Linked DNA regions of Sus scrofa: region 1 is linked to region 2. A link is a contact called in public promoter capture Hi-C data. All regions are on one chromosome and are shown on one strand. The core of a region is the stretch at or near the end of the contact, and the rest is flanking DNA. Distances in the headings are between cores, read along the strand shown. Region 1 has its middle 69 kb from the start of TNFSF8. Region 2 holds the start of AKNA (AT-hook-containing transcription factor).

What was found. Promoter capture Hi-C pulls out the DNA fragments that hold promoters and counts their contacts.
Region 1: a contact with region 2 is called in a promoter capture Hi-C map of fetal liver, with 2.3 times the contacts expected there. The contact joins the enhancer-like site here to the promoter of AKNA in region 2. A contact is called at or near these places in 2 of 5 promoter capture datasets (fetal liver and liver), 20 of 47 Hi-C or Micro-C datasets (adipose tissue, alveolar macrophages, brain and 12 more) and 1 of 2 datasets of contacts at active chromatin or transcription factors (alveolar macrophages).

Annotation. Positions count from the first base shown.
Region 1 is chr1:255,526,911-255,530,109 of Sscrofa11.1, reverse strand. No RefSeq gene overlaps it. Among named protein-coding and RNA genes, the nearest start is that of TNFSF8, 69 kb to the right of the region's middle. Within about 2 kb of position 1,804, at least 13 of the 83 cell types and tissues checked have an H3K27ac peak or open chromatin away from gene starts, as enhancers often do. A contact at or near this core is called in adipose tissue, alveolar macrophages, fetal liver and 1 more, where this site is marked.
Region 2 is chr1:255,003,018-255,006,013 of Sscrofa11.1, reverse strand. It overlaps AKNA (AT-hook-containing transcription factor), which reads left to right and starts at 1,561. Exons shown (of 22, transcript XM_003480581.4): 1 at 1,561-1,640.

The sequences.
Region 1 (3,199 bases), core at 555-3,054, 520 kb before region 2:
ATGGCTTCCCCAAGGAAAGGCATGGGAATCGTGATCTAAATGATAAGAAAGGAGTTAACCAGCGAGGGAGGCAGGGGTGACAGAGAGCCAAGCATTTCCAGCAGGAACTGGGATCTGCAGATACTTTTGGTCCAGAATAAGGATTTTGATCTTTTCCTTAAATACAGGAAGAAACTACTAAGGAATTTTAAGCACAGGAGCATTATCCTCATGCTTTTTTTTTTTTTTTTTTTTTCTTTAACCATCTCTTTGCTGTAGTCCGTATTTGGGCCGAGGTTCACGTGGGAGAGAGCTGTGAGGAGGTCACTGCGGCAGTCCAGGTCAAAGGTGATGGAGCCTCCGGTTCTCAGCAGTGTTTAAAAAGTAAAATCCATAGCACATGGGGTCTCAGAGAGCCTCTCCCTGTCCACACTCCTAGTTCTGAGCTGTCCTCAATTCCTATGGGGGGCTTTTCCTCGTCATTTCAGTTAAGCCAGCCTAATCAGGGCTGTGGGGAGCTGGGGAAAAGGCCCCAGGAGCTCAGGATCGCGGATGGCTGCAGGGGCCCAGGTACACACGGTACAACCTGTCAGAATTTGGGCAGAACGGGCTGGAGAATCAGGGCTCCCTCAAGGTTACTGTGGCCAACATAAGGGCTGTGACAATGCCGGGGAAGGCTGCAGCTGGTCACCAAGGGTGACAATGGTACAGCCTTGCCTGAAAGGCTTTGCACCCTCTGAGACAGGTGAGAGCGCTGAAGGTGTTCAGGCCAGGAGTGACATAACCAGGGCGGCCCTTTAGAAAGCTCAATGCTGTACAGAAAGGCATCTGCCCGTCTGCCTACCTGGTCCACAGGGTGCATCTTGCCAGATTTGGGCTGGTGTGGGTTATTTGCAGCCAGCAGAGGGCTTACCCCCTTGTCCTCCTCCCTCCCCAGAGAGCCCGGCAAAGGAATTTAGAGCTTGGAAGGGAAGCAGGGAAAAGCTGTCCTCTTGAGAATCGCTCCAATCCCACCAAGACTGGAAAATAGATTTTAATATGTTACAGAAATAACACATACACACACATACTCAAAATAAGTAGCTCCCACATGAGCCCCGTGTATTTGCAGTTCCAGGTTAACCGGCTGGACTTTGAGGCAGTGAGATGACTTCTCCAAGTCCACAGGCCTGGAAGTGCCAGAGCTGGGACTGACACCAGGGCTGCTGACCCCTCCTTGGGCTTCGGTGCCTTGAGGAACACTCACCCCGTGTCTACTCCTGAAGCCACTCTTCCACTCAGCACACATGCAACACCTCTGTTTGCTGGTTCTCTCACAAAGCTTAGCTTGCGAGCACATGTGATCATAAGGACAGCTTTACAACAATTTCAATGTCAGTGTCATAATGCTGGTTTTAAACCTTCTTAAGTTTGTTTTGTTCTTTATTTTAACCATCTACTTTCACAGGTTCTTTTTCAGAAGTTTAAAATTTTGCACGTATGTACATGTACATTTATGTTCAGTTTGGGTTCATTTCTACAGCATTTTGTAAGAATTAAAATAAACGTTTAAGCACATGGTTTTAAAAAAAAATACTTTCTCAACACAAGTAATCATGTTTGTAGTCAGAACTGAGCTTAAAAATCAAGTTTTCCAATTCCTGAATGATCTGGGTCTAGTTACTTAATTTTTCTGAGCATTCCTAAAAGTGAGAATCAGAGGATCTATACTAATGAGAATTTGCGACGATTTTAAAAAGAAAATGGGCAGCGCTTGGCCAGGAGAAAACTCCCAGACTGGTCTTTCCCTTGAACCAGCAGATGGCAGCCTCCCCCAGCTTTAGGAGAGCACATTCTTGCATGAGGTCAATGGGGCTCCCAGGCTCACAGACACTTGGGGGAAAACACCTTCTCCACCGCCACTCTAATTCCTCTTTCAAGGATGGGCTCACGCCCAGCCCAGGGCAGCAGGGCATATGCCAGGCGCCTTTTCTGTTCTTACCTCCCCCTTGCTACACAAAACCTCTGGTCCACAACCACAAACCCTCTTGTTTATGACCTCTCGCAAAGGTACACTGTGGGGAAGGTGGGGAGACAGGCAGTAGGGACAGGGAGGGAGGGCTTCCGGCTTGTAAGTCCAATCCCCACTCAGATTCTCCAAGGACACCGGGCGAGGACCTCCCCGCTTCTCTAGCAGGTGTAATGGCTTCACTGGATCGCTGCCCATCACCAATTCACTTTTATGTACTAATACCCGATGGCTGGTTGTGAAGGCTAAGCTCACGTTTTCTACTGTCCTATGCTCGTCCCCTTGGCTTGTCCCTGGCCCCACAGTGACAAGACTTCTGTCCTCCTTCCCCACAGCTTCACTCTGCAGACAAGGTAAAGCAAGTCTAGAAATGGGGGCTGGTTCCTGCCACCCTTAGTTGTTTGGTTTTACTTTCTCTTCACCTCTAAAGCATGGTTCAGAGAGTGATCCCTCCAGATTATCCGGAGCAGCTTGGACAGCACTGAAAATGAAGCCAAAGACCCTCTGTCAGCAGGGCTTGCGTCCCAGAGCCATCCTCCCGAAATGCTGAGTCATGTCCTCTCATTCTGCCAGTTAAAACCTTCCAAAGCCGGACTCTGGCTCAGAGTTAAGGCCCAAGGTGCAGGGGTCTTCGAAGCCCTGAGTGATCTGTGCCTGAAGGCTTCCCCAGTGGAACCAACGTGCCACCCCTCTCTCACCACACTCCCTGATGGCTCACGTTCTTCAGATGTTTTCCCAAGGTCACCTTCTCAACGAGTCTTTCGCTCAGTTCCTACATAAACCCACACCTGCACACTCAGACACGCAAAAACAAACGCACATACACCGCGCCCCCCTTCCCCAGGACTCTTCTTTATTTTTCCCTGTAGCACATATTTCCATGGGACACACTCCAGGTTTACTTAATTACCTGTATGTTTTCTAGAAATCTAGCTCCATGACAACAGGGACTTTGTGGGTGCTTCCTCTCTGCTGCACCTCCAGCACCCAGCAGCACCTGTTGTGTTGTTTCTGTCAGTGCATGTTAAATGGAACAGGTGACCAGACCTGGGGGAGAGGTGATCGGTCCCTACTGGCCTCACCTTATCTTTCTACTCAACTCACTGAGTGCTGAATCTGTTCCCAGATCAGCATTTTAAGTGGAAACAAACTCAGAGATGAAGTGACCTTCCTCAGTGGCCATGCAGTCCATACAGATTTGGATTCGGTTTC
Region 2 (2,996 bases), core at 312-2,811:
GATTCCACATACAAGGGATATAGTAATTGTCTCATTTTTAAATGGGGGAATATACTAACCAAACTTGTGAGTTATTGGAAGGAGTATCTAAAATGTTTGCCCTGGCAAAGAGTAAGCCTCCGTGAATAGAAGCTACTACTATGATTATCATTTAATAAGTGTGTGGGAGTCACTGGCAACCCGGGAAATGGCAAAGAGCTTTCTGCCAAGAGGAAAGAGAACTGGCCTGCAACACAGCTGGATGCCAGACCTTGGGCAACTCACTTCCTGTCTCTGGGCCTATCATACCCCCTTCCCTCTGTGAAATAGGACTGGTCTAGGAAACTTTTTTTGGGGGGGGGTGCTTTTTTGGGGGTCACACACATAGACGTTCCCAGGCCGAGGGTCAAATCGGAGCTACAGCTGCCCACCTACACCACAGCCACAACAACACGGGATCCTTGACCCACTGTGCGATGCCCGGGATCAAACCTATGCCCCCATGGATACTAGTCGGGTTTGTTTCTGCTGAGCCACGATGGGAACTCCTGAGCAACCCTTTAAATTAGTGTTATTCATTTATTTCTTATATACCTAATGCTATGCTTATTTATTTACTCCCCTCAGCAACCCTGTGAAGTGAGTTAAAAATTCCATTTACATGCTAGCAGCCAGCAGCAGAAGTAGGGCGAGAGCCTAGGCCAGTTTGACACCTTACACTGCCACCCTTCACAGTGAGCTTTCTGTGAATAATGGATCATTTATGTCCCATTCTCACTGCAGGACCTTGGGCTAGTTCTCATCTCTTTCCAGGCCTGCGTTTCCCTGCTTATCTAATGATGATTTGGAGTAGAATGCGCTTGGGGAGGTGATGGTAATACCTACCTATCTCATAGGAGAGGACTGAGCATAGCAAGAGTATACCACAGTATCTGACACGTCGTTAAGTGCTCAAGAAAACTTTATTATAACTGTTATGAACCAGTCATTTCAGCTATCAAAGTTTGTGGTTTTGGAGTTCCTGTGATCTTTTCTGTGCCAACTCCTCTTGGAGTTCCCGACGTGGTGCAGCGGAAACAAATCCGACTAGGAACCATGAGGATGTGGGTTCGACCCCTGGTCTCGCTCAATGGGTTAAGGATCCGCGTTGCTGTGAGCTGAGGGGTTAGGTCACATACGGGGCTCAGAAACTGCGTTGCTGTGGCTGTGGCGCATGCAGGCAGCTGTAGCTCCGAATCAACCCCTAGCCTGGGAACTTCCATATGCTGCGGGTGCGGCCCTAAAAAGCAAAAGCAAACCAAAAAAAAATTGTGTTTTTTTTTCTCATTGTGGCTCTGTGCGATCCTGCACAAACGTCTTAACTCCAGGCCTCAGTCTCCCATCTGCAGTCGGGCGGGTTCCAGAAGGACACGCACTCTCCCAGATTTGAGATTTTCAGTCCCAGGGCCGCCTCCAAACCCCTGGGGGAGGGCCGTAGGCTGCCGCCTCTCTGTGATTGGTGGAACTTCCAGAGACCGCGCCTCCTAGGGCCGCGCCCAGGCCGTCACAGGCGGGCCTCCCGGATTATGCAAAATGTCGTCGCCCCGCCCCGCGCCCGGATTGGAGGCCTTTGTTTGCCGCTCAACTCCAGGAAACCACCCGCGCGCCGCGGCGGCCGGCAGGTGAGACTCGGGGAGGGGCTCGCGGTGGGTCTGGGGCGGGTCCTGGCCCCTCGCTGGGTCTCAGTTTCTCCGTCGGGGGAATGGGGAGGAGAGTGGACAGCGTGGATGAGCTCGGAACCACAGGGACCGAGCTGCTTTCGGTCTCTCCCACGTGGAAACCCCTGCGCACAGGAAGGAGACGGATCACGGCTCCGGGAATGAGAGGGAACCCTGGACTAGCTATCAGGGTCCGATTCCAAACCCCGCCGTCTTTGAGGCCACCCTCAAGCCTCAGTCTCCACCTCCGCGCAATGGGGGCGTAGACCTTTTTTCTCCCTCTCTCTCTTCCAGCTGTGGCTGGGCACAGGGAGGGGAGGGGTCCCCAGGGAATCCGGGGGTGGTCCTTGGCGGGGCCTCAGGCAGTGTTTGGGTTGGAGGTGTGGCCCGGGTAGCTGTGGTTACGGGAGAGGTGGGACTTCTCTGCCCTGGGATTTGTGTGATATTCGTTCACCCGGCAACAACCTGCGCAGCCTGACAACTCGGAGCCACACGTCCTCCCCGGACGCCTAACGCAAGTTTCTTTTCCTCTTTTTGGCAGGGGTAGGGAGGTAGGGCAGGGGCCAGCGCGAGGGTGGGCAGCTCCGGCAGTGGTAGGAACTGAACCGGACTGCAGGAATAAGGCCAGCCTCTCTCGATACACAGATGGCGATACTGAGGCTCAAAGCGAGGCTGAGACTTGCCCAAGGGCGCACGGCGGGGCGGGCACAGAGCTGGCTTCTCCCCAGTGTGAAGGGTCTGGCACTCGCAGAACCAGAGGCTTTTTGCTGCGCCACCTTGGACAAGACTCTTCCCTGCTCCTTCCCCTGGCTTCTTTTGGGGGAAACAAACAAACAAAAAAACAGGTTGGAGTGGGTCATTATCTGCGTTTCTAAAGCTTCTTCTAGGTAAGAAAGTTGGAAAGCAAAGTTACTGATAACGAATCCGGGCTATTTGGGAGCTGAGAAGAGAAGCTGAGAGAGGCCACAGTAAAAAGAGACATTGTTCCTGTCCTCTAGATGGGAAGGAGAAGAAAAGATTAAAACTGAAGCATGAAGGACTGAGGTTAGATACATATAGGGACTTCCAAAGAGACATTTCCAGGCACCTTCTTTGGAGTTGATAGATTTTATTTTTTGCATGTTGGTTTTGTTCTGTCAAGAAAGAGAATTTCTGCCTATCCATTTGAGGGGGCCTAAGTCTGGCTTACTTACCAAAAGGGGATGGACACCATGGTCTTTGGGGGACTATTTGGTTTATTCCCAAAGGCAGTCTCAGTTCTTCAGAAAGAAGGAGAAAGTGCCCACGTGAGACCTTTGCTTCCCAAAGTCCGGTGGTTTG